2 separate regions of the Sus scrofa genome follow, and region 2 is linked to region 1. A link is a contact called in public Hi-C data. All regions are on one chromosome and are shown on one strand. Each heading gives the region's core, a stretch centred on a gene start, on an enhancer-like site or on the middle of the called end of the contact. The rest is flanking DNA. Distances are from core to core; before and after follow the strand shown. Region 1 holds the start of C1H14orf28. Region 2 holds the start of TOGARAM1 (crescerin-1).

Evidence for each region. Hi-C and Micro-C count contacts between places; a contact is called where the count stands out from the background.
Region 2: a Hi-C map of skeletal muscle shows a contact between it and region 1, with 4 times the contacts expected there. The contact joins the promoter of TOGARAM1 here to the promoter of C1H14orf28 in region 1. A contact is called at or near these places in 10 of 47 Hi-C or Micro-C datasets (adipocytes, alveolar macrophages, blood and 5 more) and 2 of 2 datasets of contacts at active chromatin or transcription factors (alveolar macrophages and skeletal muscle).

What each region holds. Positions count from the first base shown.
Region 1 is chr1:175,143,222-175,147,436 of Sscrofa11.1, reverse strand. C1H14orf28 reads right to left here and starts at 1,519. Exons shown (of 5, transcript XM_003480458.4): 1 at 1,184-1,519.
Region 2 is chr1:175,195,240-175,199,844 of Sscrofa11.1, reverse strand. TOGARAM1 (crescerin-1) reads right to left here and starts at 1,673. Exons shown (of 22, transcript XR_002346627.1): 1 at 1-1,673. It overlaps KLHL28 (kelch-like protein 28), which reads left to right and starts at 668. Exons shown (of 5, transcript XM_001926290.5): 1 at 668-1,841.

The DNA of each region.
Region 1 (4,215 bases), core at 270-2,769:
TCAACCACTCAGGAATAAGAGGGCGTGGCAAATCTAGAGCCTAGGAAACCACAAACTCAGTTCCCTCTTAACAGGAACTGACATGTTCCAGAGCAGATTATTTAAAAATCACAAAACACTTAAATACTTTAAAAATAAAAATAACTTTCTTCGTGGCTTGATTGATATCTATTGAATTTTAAAGAACTTTGTAGCAAGGTTACATATTAAGCCTCTGTGTTCAGATTCCTAAATATTGCATTGGAAAGAAATTGTAAATTTCTGCAGTATTTTTGGCCAAATTATCTTTTAGACATTACAAATGAGCAACTATAGCTCTGTAAAGCAATAGTTACACTCTAGGAGAATTAACTACAATTATACACACATACATACAAAATGAAACTAACTTCTCCAGCCTTTTTCTGGAAAAAAAGGGAGGGGGTAAGAGAGGATTAAAAGAACTAGAGGACACAATTTTGCTTCTGTATGAATGAGCAGATTTGTTTCAAAGCAAATGACAATAAAAATGACTTAAAAAGATGGCGAAATAGCTGCAAAGAGCTTTACTTAAATTGCCTTAAGTTTTGGCCATATATCAAAAACATTGTTTCGTTAGGCACTGATTTAGAAGCCATAGAGAAGGCACCCTGCTGGCTTTATTTTCCTGCCTCAACAGGCCTTCCTGTTTGAATAAACATAGAAAGCGCACCAGACCTCTATTTCCTTGGCAAAACGACACCTTTCTTTTGGGGTCATTTCAAAGGGTAGCAAACCACCCCACGCGGGTCGTGAGCACCAGACCATTTGCCCAAGGCACTGAATGTCGGGCTCCCTAAGAGCTCGAGGGTCCTAAGGGTTCGTTCCCGAATCAGCGCCCCGAAATAATCTATAAAGCGGCCACGCGCTCCAGCTCGAAGCAGCGCGGGTCTGAGGGCAGGGACCCGCTGGGGTGGCGGTGTGCGCCCCCCTCCGCCCGCCGCACTCCGGCCACGCCCACCCCGCCCCCGGCCCAGAGCGCAGGGGGAGGCCCGGCACTGAGGGCTGGCCCCGCACGAGCGGCGGGTCTCCAAACCAGAAGCGGGTGAAAGGGATGGGCGTCCCCTGCCCGCCTGGGGCTGCGGGTAATGGGCGGGAGGGCCTGTATGTGGAAGGCATTCCCACAGGAGCCAGTCTCCGTTCATCCGGAAGCCGACTTTCGTACCTCCTCGGGGACCGAAAACCGCCGGTGCCGCCGCACCCGTCGCCGCCTCCGCTTGCTCATGGAGAGTCCGTGCTGCCGCCACCGCCGCCGCCTCATCTACCAGCACCGCCGGCTGTCTCGGCCTCCCCCGGCGTGACCGCTGGGCTCCGGTACGGCCTCCATCGCACCCGCCGCGGCGGGAGCCACAGCAGCTCCAGCGCCCAGGCCCGATCCGACCGGACCCACCGAGCCAGGACCGCGGGACGCGTAGCTTCTTATTACGGAGGAAGGTTCGGCCTGACCTCCGCCCCCCTCCCCCCAGTCCCCACTCCCCTGTTCACAGCTGCCTGACGACGCTGCTGCGCAGGCGCGAAGACGCCCCTGCCAAAAGTGCGTGTGTTGGGTGTGTACACAGCGTCCACATTCGCCCAATGGGCACCAGGATCAGCTGTAGGGGGCGGGACCTCGCAGAGAGGGGCGGTATTCCACTGTCAGAAAGTGGGTGGGGTAGCCGGAAGTGGGCAGGGTTTACACGGAGGCGGAGCTTTGTAGGCAAACCTTGCCTGGCTTTTTGAGGTTCGTACCATTTTAGGACTTAACTTGATTTTGGCTTGTTTCTAGGTCTGGTCTTTTCATATTCTTAAACTCAAAAAGGGAAAGCTTTGTTTTCTTAGTAATTTATGGTTATGGAAGCTTTTTGACTTAGGTATAAGTTTGGGAAAAAAGTTGAATTACTGTGTTAAACGCTGTCTTTAATAGTTTAAGGTAAGAATTGGCCAACGTACTGTAATTTATCATGGAAGTTAATAACACTTAAAAAAATTAGGTGGCTTTAGCCCCATTATAGAGATGAAAAAATTGAGTTTTGGAGATGATAAAGTCCCACACATAGACAACTGGAAATTGAAGCTATAGATGCTTAATGCTAGTCTGTGGGCCCAACCCAACCACTATTCCTGTTCAGTAGGTCTTGGTTCTTGTATCCTCCCTAAAAGGCTCACAGCCAACATGGTTCTGCTTACAGGGAACACAGGCCATCCTGGAAAATTACCTCCACCCGCAGTTAGAAATGAGGATGCTGTTGAAATACTGTCGGTTTAGCTGTGCAATAAAAAATGTCTGGAAAGTGAAGCTCAACTTCTAGAATACACGATGCACAGAATACACAATAAACTCAGCCCAAAATGCACGGCATTTAAGCCCAGCCCAGCGCATCAGTATGGTCTGCATTCACAGCTGAGTGTGGCAGAGTCTTGGACATCTTCTTGACGAATTTAATGGTTAGCCAGGGATATGGCAGGGACCTACCTCTTGGACCTCTCTTGAGAAGTCTAGTGATAGAGGGATGGAACTTCTGGGAGAGAAGCTTGACTCATTCAAGATAATTACTGCTGGTGGAGTTGGGAAGAAATGGAAACCTCTCAGAGCAGAGGGAGAAGAGGCTGCCCAAAAAGGAAGAATTAATCATTCTGGCAAAAATCTGCTCTTTTTAGTTTCCTAGTTTTTCTTATTTCTTACGGCATTTCACAGCTGAGGAAACTCAGGCTTTGAGGCTTAAAATAATGAGTGTATTGTATCTGTATTGGAATTCACATACAAACAGTTCACTCTCGATACTAAAACGATCTTGTAAGGAGAAAGCCCTTTAAAAATGTTTATAAGTATGGATTAGGTGTTTAACTGAAATCTCTCTTACGACATGGAATTCATTTTATACTTATTGGATCATTGTCTTCCTGAAAACAGAGTCGGTAGTGGTTATCGTCACCATTTCTGGAGAATAACAGGGAGATGGCTTATTAAATTCTGCTGAAGTCTGGTGAGGCATGGATCCTTGCGTACTTGGATAATTCACAAGAGACCTTTAGCTAAGATTCCACTCTGTTAAAGGTCTTACTGAGACCTTTAACCAAGATTTCCATTCTGCATCCTTTCTGCTCTGTTCAAAATCTGACACCTGAATTGCTGTTTTTTTTTTTTGTCTTTTGTCTTTTGTCTTTTTTTGTTGCTATTTCTTGCGCCGCTCCCGCGGCATATGGAGGTTCCCAGGCTGGGGGTTGAATCAGAGCTGTAGCCACCGGCCTACGCCAGAGCAACAGCAACGCAGGATCCGAGCCGAGTCTGCAACCTACACCACAGCTCACGGCAACGCCGGATCATTAACCCAGTAAACAAGGACAGGGACCGAACCCGCAAGCTCATGGTTCCTAGTCAAATTTGTTAACCACTGCGCCACGATGGGAAATACAATTGCTGTTTTTTTTTAAAGACAGCTTTATTGAGGTATAATTGACATATAATATATGAAGCATATTTAAAGAATACAATTGGATAAATTTTTATATGTATATCCCCTTGAAACTATCACTATAATCATATGAATAAATCCGTCATCCTTAAATTCCTTCATGCCTCTTTATAATTTCTTTTCTCATTCCTCCCTACCTCCCACACCTAAGCAACCATTGATCTGCTTTCTGTCATTATAGATTCATTTGCCTTTTCTCAAGTTTTACATAAATAGAATGAGACAGTATGTATTTTTTTTTTTCCTGGGCTGGTTTCTTTTCCTCAGAGTCGTTACTTTGACATTCATCAAGATACCAGTAATAGCTTTGTATACCATTCTTTTTTATTGATGAGTATATTCCATTATGTGGATGTACTGAAATTTGTTGTTTATGGAAATTTGAGTTGTGTTTAGTTTGGGGCTGTTACTAATAAAGTTGCTATGAACATTTGTGTACAAGTCTTCATATGGACATAGATTTCCTTTTTATCTTGGATAAAAATCTAGAAGTGGAATGGTTGGGTCATACGTAGATGTATGTTTAACTTTTAAAGAAAATGCTAAATTATTTCCCAAAGTGGTTGTTACCATTTTATATTTCCATCAGGAGTGTATTCAAGTTCCATTTCCGCCACATCCTCACCAACACTTAATATGGTTCGTATTTTGTTTGTTTTTTCCATTTTCAACTCAATAAATTCTAATACCATTTCACCCTCACCATAAGCAAGTGCATAATTATTTTTAATTTTGCTCCTTGTTG
Region 2 (4,605 bases), core at 424-2,923, 52 kb before region 1:
AAGTGTGCCATGAACCACTTTGAAGTTAGAATCGTCTAACAAATTATATAGCAAACTAACGAAACCGACAAGACTAGAATAAGGGGTGGAACTAGGGTTAAAGCGTCCCATCACCTGTTTTAGTTCCTCGACGGCCTGAGTCCGGTTCTTATAGTCTTCCTGATCTAACAATCTTGAATGCAGCTCCTGAGGAATAATCCCAAATTTAAGGTTACTGTTGGAAATAGTCACTGCACAGGGAAGGGGATCTTCAGGCAATCCAGAAGCTTCAAGTTCCAGATAATAAGGAACCTGACTTCCGAAATGTGTCTCCAGGCGGCGATTGTAGTGTCTCCTCAGGGCAGAAGGCAGGCGAGAGATATAGGATTGAAACCTCTCTTGGCCAAGACGCTCCCCAATTTGTTGAAGAGCAGAGAAAGCTGTCTCAGATTCTTCTTCTATTTCCTGACTGCCAAGCTTTCGTGCTAAGGATATTATCACCTCCGTAAGATCTAGGCCGAGCAACAAATCCTCAGGTGTAAGCAAGATAGGGAATAGCAGAGCTGTGGAAGCTCTAAGCCGGGAGTCGGTACTTTCCAGTCCTTGCTGTATCAGCGTTCTCAGCACCTGTCCGGAACTACGTTTCAGACATATGTGTAGGATCTGGAGCGCATCTTTCCGCAAGGCCGGATTCTCTTCTCGTAAGGAAACAACCAGTTGAGGCAGAAGTGCTAAGCTAAAGGCCTCTTCCAGCTGGCCTGCCTCCCCCTGACCCCGAAGAATGTCCAAGAGGAATTGCAAGCAGAGTCGCTTCTCATCACTACCTCCTTCCACCAGCACTCGGCCCAGGGCCCGATACAATGCTTCCTTCCGTCGGGGGAAGCCAAGTCGACAGCCTCGCCGCGGCAAAGCAGCCTGCAAAGCCTGGAAAGCCTCGGAAGGGTCCGGCGCGGTTCGGAGGAGTTGAAGAAGCCGAGTCTCCTCTTCGTCTCCCCCTGACAAACCACCTCCAGACCCAGACCAACTACTTGAGACTGCCTCCGCCGGCATCAAGAGGGCCGAGGCCAGAGGCGAAGGTGTCGGGGAGCAGGAGCCGTGGTCTCCGGCAGCTCCTCGGCAGTAGTTTTTCTCGCCTCTCATGGCGCCCCCACGTAGACTATCATCAGTCTCTGAGGCGGAAGGACGACTGCGGCTCTGAAGGCGAGAGGCACCGAGGGCTGGAAGGGGAGGCAGAGGGTGCAGCGCGGAGGGCGCAGCCGCCATGGAGGGTCGTCAAGTGGAGGCTGGAGGAAACCATCGTCTCCGAAGGGCTCGATGGAGCCCAGCCTTCTTGTTCCTCTCCAAGCCTCAAGCTGCAGAAGAGGAAAAGGAACAGCTTGACCAGCTGCCAAGCTTGACTCTGAGGCTGCCTTCAGCAAAATGGCCCCCGCCGGAGCGCCAGACCCCACAGCTGCCACCGGGCGTAACCAGGGGCACCACGTGACCAAACCGATCGCTTCCATGGTGATGTACCCAGAGCGGACGTCTTAACCCGGAAATTAACCTGCAGTGATGAATGCTGGGTTATGTAGTCTACGTCAGAAATTCGGATTAGGCTGACGTCTTCTGGAAAAGGAAGTGAGAGTGTTGCGAACGTAGCGAACGTAGTGAACGAGTGAACGTAGTGAACGTCTCTGTAGCAGGGAAGGCGAGGAAAGGAGACGGCAGTAAGCGGAAGTGACGCTCTCCTCGCTCCGGGCGGAAGTTCCCCGCCCCACCCGTAGGAATTGAGATTTGACTAGAGGCAAGTGAGGATCTTGCCCGGGCTCCAGTCGTCCACGGCTCCTCCTCCTGTTGCTGCGGGAGTGATTCTTGGGACTCAGGTATTTTCTTTTTGCTGTGCTTCTGCGGTGCAAAGTTTTGCTTGAGTGCTGCTGGTGGTGGAGTAAGATATAAGGAAATGAACGGTAGCAAGCAGGGGGAGAGACGACATCTTCCTGTGCAGGGCTAGTTACCGTTGTAGACGTGTTGCAGTCTACAGCCGTATGTGCGATCCTTTCCTCCTGCCGTCTACTTACCGGGACAGGAGATCTAAATCCGGGCCAAGTTCCGAGCTTACGTACTTTTTTTTCAAAACCTGGTGTTTTGGGCCCTTACTTTCCCTGCGGCCCCCCCCCCCCGCCCTGATTCCTACTTCGCTTACGCTCTGGTCTTGAAGGGTTAATGTTTTGGGTTTGTTTTTTGTCATTTTTCCTTATGCTCATAACTATAAGTTCTCTATTTCATAACCTACTTAGAGCTGAAGATAAATCTATTTTTTTTCTGTAGCTAACCTTGTCTCCTTTATACGTTCTCAAAGTCTAATGCAGTTCCTCTGTGGGGCTCACCCCTTCCCCCTCCCGCTCCCTCCGGCGCTTCAACCTCCCTGCGGGATCCTCCCGCGTCTCTGCAGCCTTTCAGTCTCCTGGAAACGGAGATTGCAAAGACAGTTTCAGTTGCGGTTGAAGTTCTTGGCATCATGGTCCTAAGAGAATTCTGCCCTGTAGATTTAGAGCTGGTAATAGACATTTCTTTGTTTTAGGCAAACAGTGAATTTGGTGAGCATTTTTTCCTTTTAAATAAAACTTAAGCGGACACCGTTGAGGAGCTAGAGTGCCTGATTTGAGGCTGAATTCTTTGTAGTGTGGTAGAATTTTTGGTTTTTGTTTTAGGGAATAATACAGTTGCTTTTGAATGACCCAATGAAAGAAGTCTGTTATTTAAAATCTTAAATTTATGCTTTTAAAATGCAAGTGTTCCTACCCTGTTCTGTAACACACGGGATGTCTCTTAAATACTTTATTCTTAGCGTGCCAAACTACTTTATATATTATGTTGCTGGATAATGAAAGTTCAAAAATAATTTCTGAGTGTTGTTTTAAAGCCAATTTGATTATTATGTTTTGGTTTTTTTTCTTTTGTGAGTAAATGTAAATGAGACTTATGCAAACATGCGTCCATATGTTTTGGTTTAAATTCTTGGTTGTTACTTTAATTTTAATTAGTCATTTTGATATTTAAATAAATTGCCTAAATTTGGTTTGACTAGATATTTCATTAGACCAAAAAATAAAACCAAATTTTTTCTTGTTTTTTTTTGTAAAGGGCAGGGCAGGGGCTGGGGAATGAAACCCGAGAGATGATTTTAGCAGTTGTCAATGAGAAGGAATGTCTAGTTATCATATTTCCAATGTAAGAAGTTCAAATTTATATTTTTACTCATGTATGCTCAGACTTCAGGAACTCAATTCAAACTAAAGTAAAAGAATGATGTGCACATCAGAATGTACACATTAGAATGTCAGTTTATGTTGGAATAGAAGATAACTCTTTCCAGTGATCAGAATTTTCAGGTTGAAAACCCAGTGCACTCTTTCCTGTATCCATGAACTTGGGAAGTTGTGTGGTAATCAAAGAACAAGGAAAAGGAACTTGGAAAGCCCTGAATAATGTTTCATCATCAAAATTATGGTAGAAGCTTAAGAATTACCACTTCTCTCTGTAAATAATACTTTTCAAGGGGCTTGGATACTTAAATCAACTAGTTATATACTTTTCCTTGGAACAAAACAAGATGAGTCTTAATTTTGACACTTTTTCTTGGGGCCCTGTAGATCACTATGTTATAGATTGCAATTTATTTTTATATTTGTTACCTTTCATTTCCTTGATGAAGATTTGGAAGACGCATTAGTCTTCCTGGTGGATATTTAGGAAGTGGGATCTGATAGCATCTCATATCTTACTAATTGTCTTTTAGAGTTATTTTGTGGAAAATAAATCCCATCCATTTAATGTATGTTCTATTAAGATGATGCAGACTTTTATTATTATGCAGACTTGTTGTTTTTTTTGTCTTTTTAGGGCCTCACCTGCGACATTTGGAGGTTTCCAGGCTAGGGGTCAAATTGGGGCTGTAGCTGCTGGCCTACGTCATAGCCACAGCATCGTGGGATCTGAGCTGCATCTGCGACCTACACCACAGCTCACAGCAATGGGCAATGCTGGATCCTTAACCCACTGAGTGAGGCCAGGGATTGAACCCGCATCCTCATGGATACTAATCGGATTCGTTTTCACTGAGGCGTGATGGGACCTCCATGCACAGTGCAGATTTTAAAAAAATCCTATTCTTTTTTTTGTCTTTTTGCCTTTTCTGGGGCCGCTCCCAAGGCATATGGAGGTTCCCAGGCTAGGAGTCTAATTGGAGCTGTAACTGCTGGCCTACGCCAGCCATGGCCACAGCAACTTGGGATCTGAGCCATGTCTGCAACCTATACCACAACTCAGGGCAACACCAGATCCTTAACCCACTGAGCAAGGCCAGGGATCGAACCCCCAACCTCATGATTCCTAGTCGGATTCGTTAACCACTGAGCCACGACGGGAACTCCAAAAAATATTATTCTTGAATTGTATGAACCTAAGGAATTCTAGGAATTTTATATTGACTAGAAAAGTCTTTTACATCTAACCATATATAGAGATAAGAAAAATCAAATTATACTGTTAGGTGTGTTAATAGTACACCTCGGAAAGTTGAAAGGGAGTGATTAAGGATACATTGAAAATAGCAAATTCAGATGAAACAAGTTAAAGTAATCATTT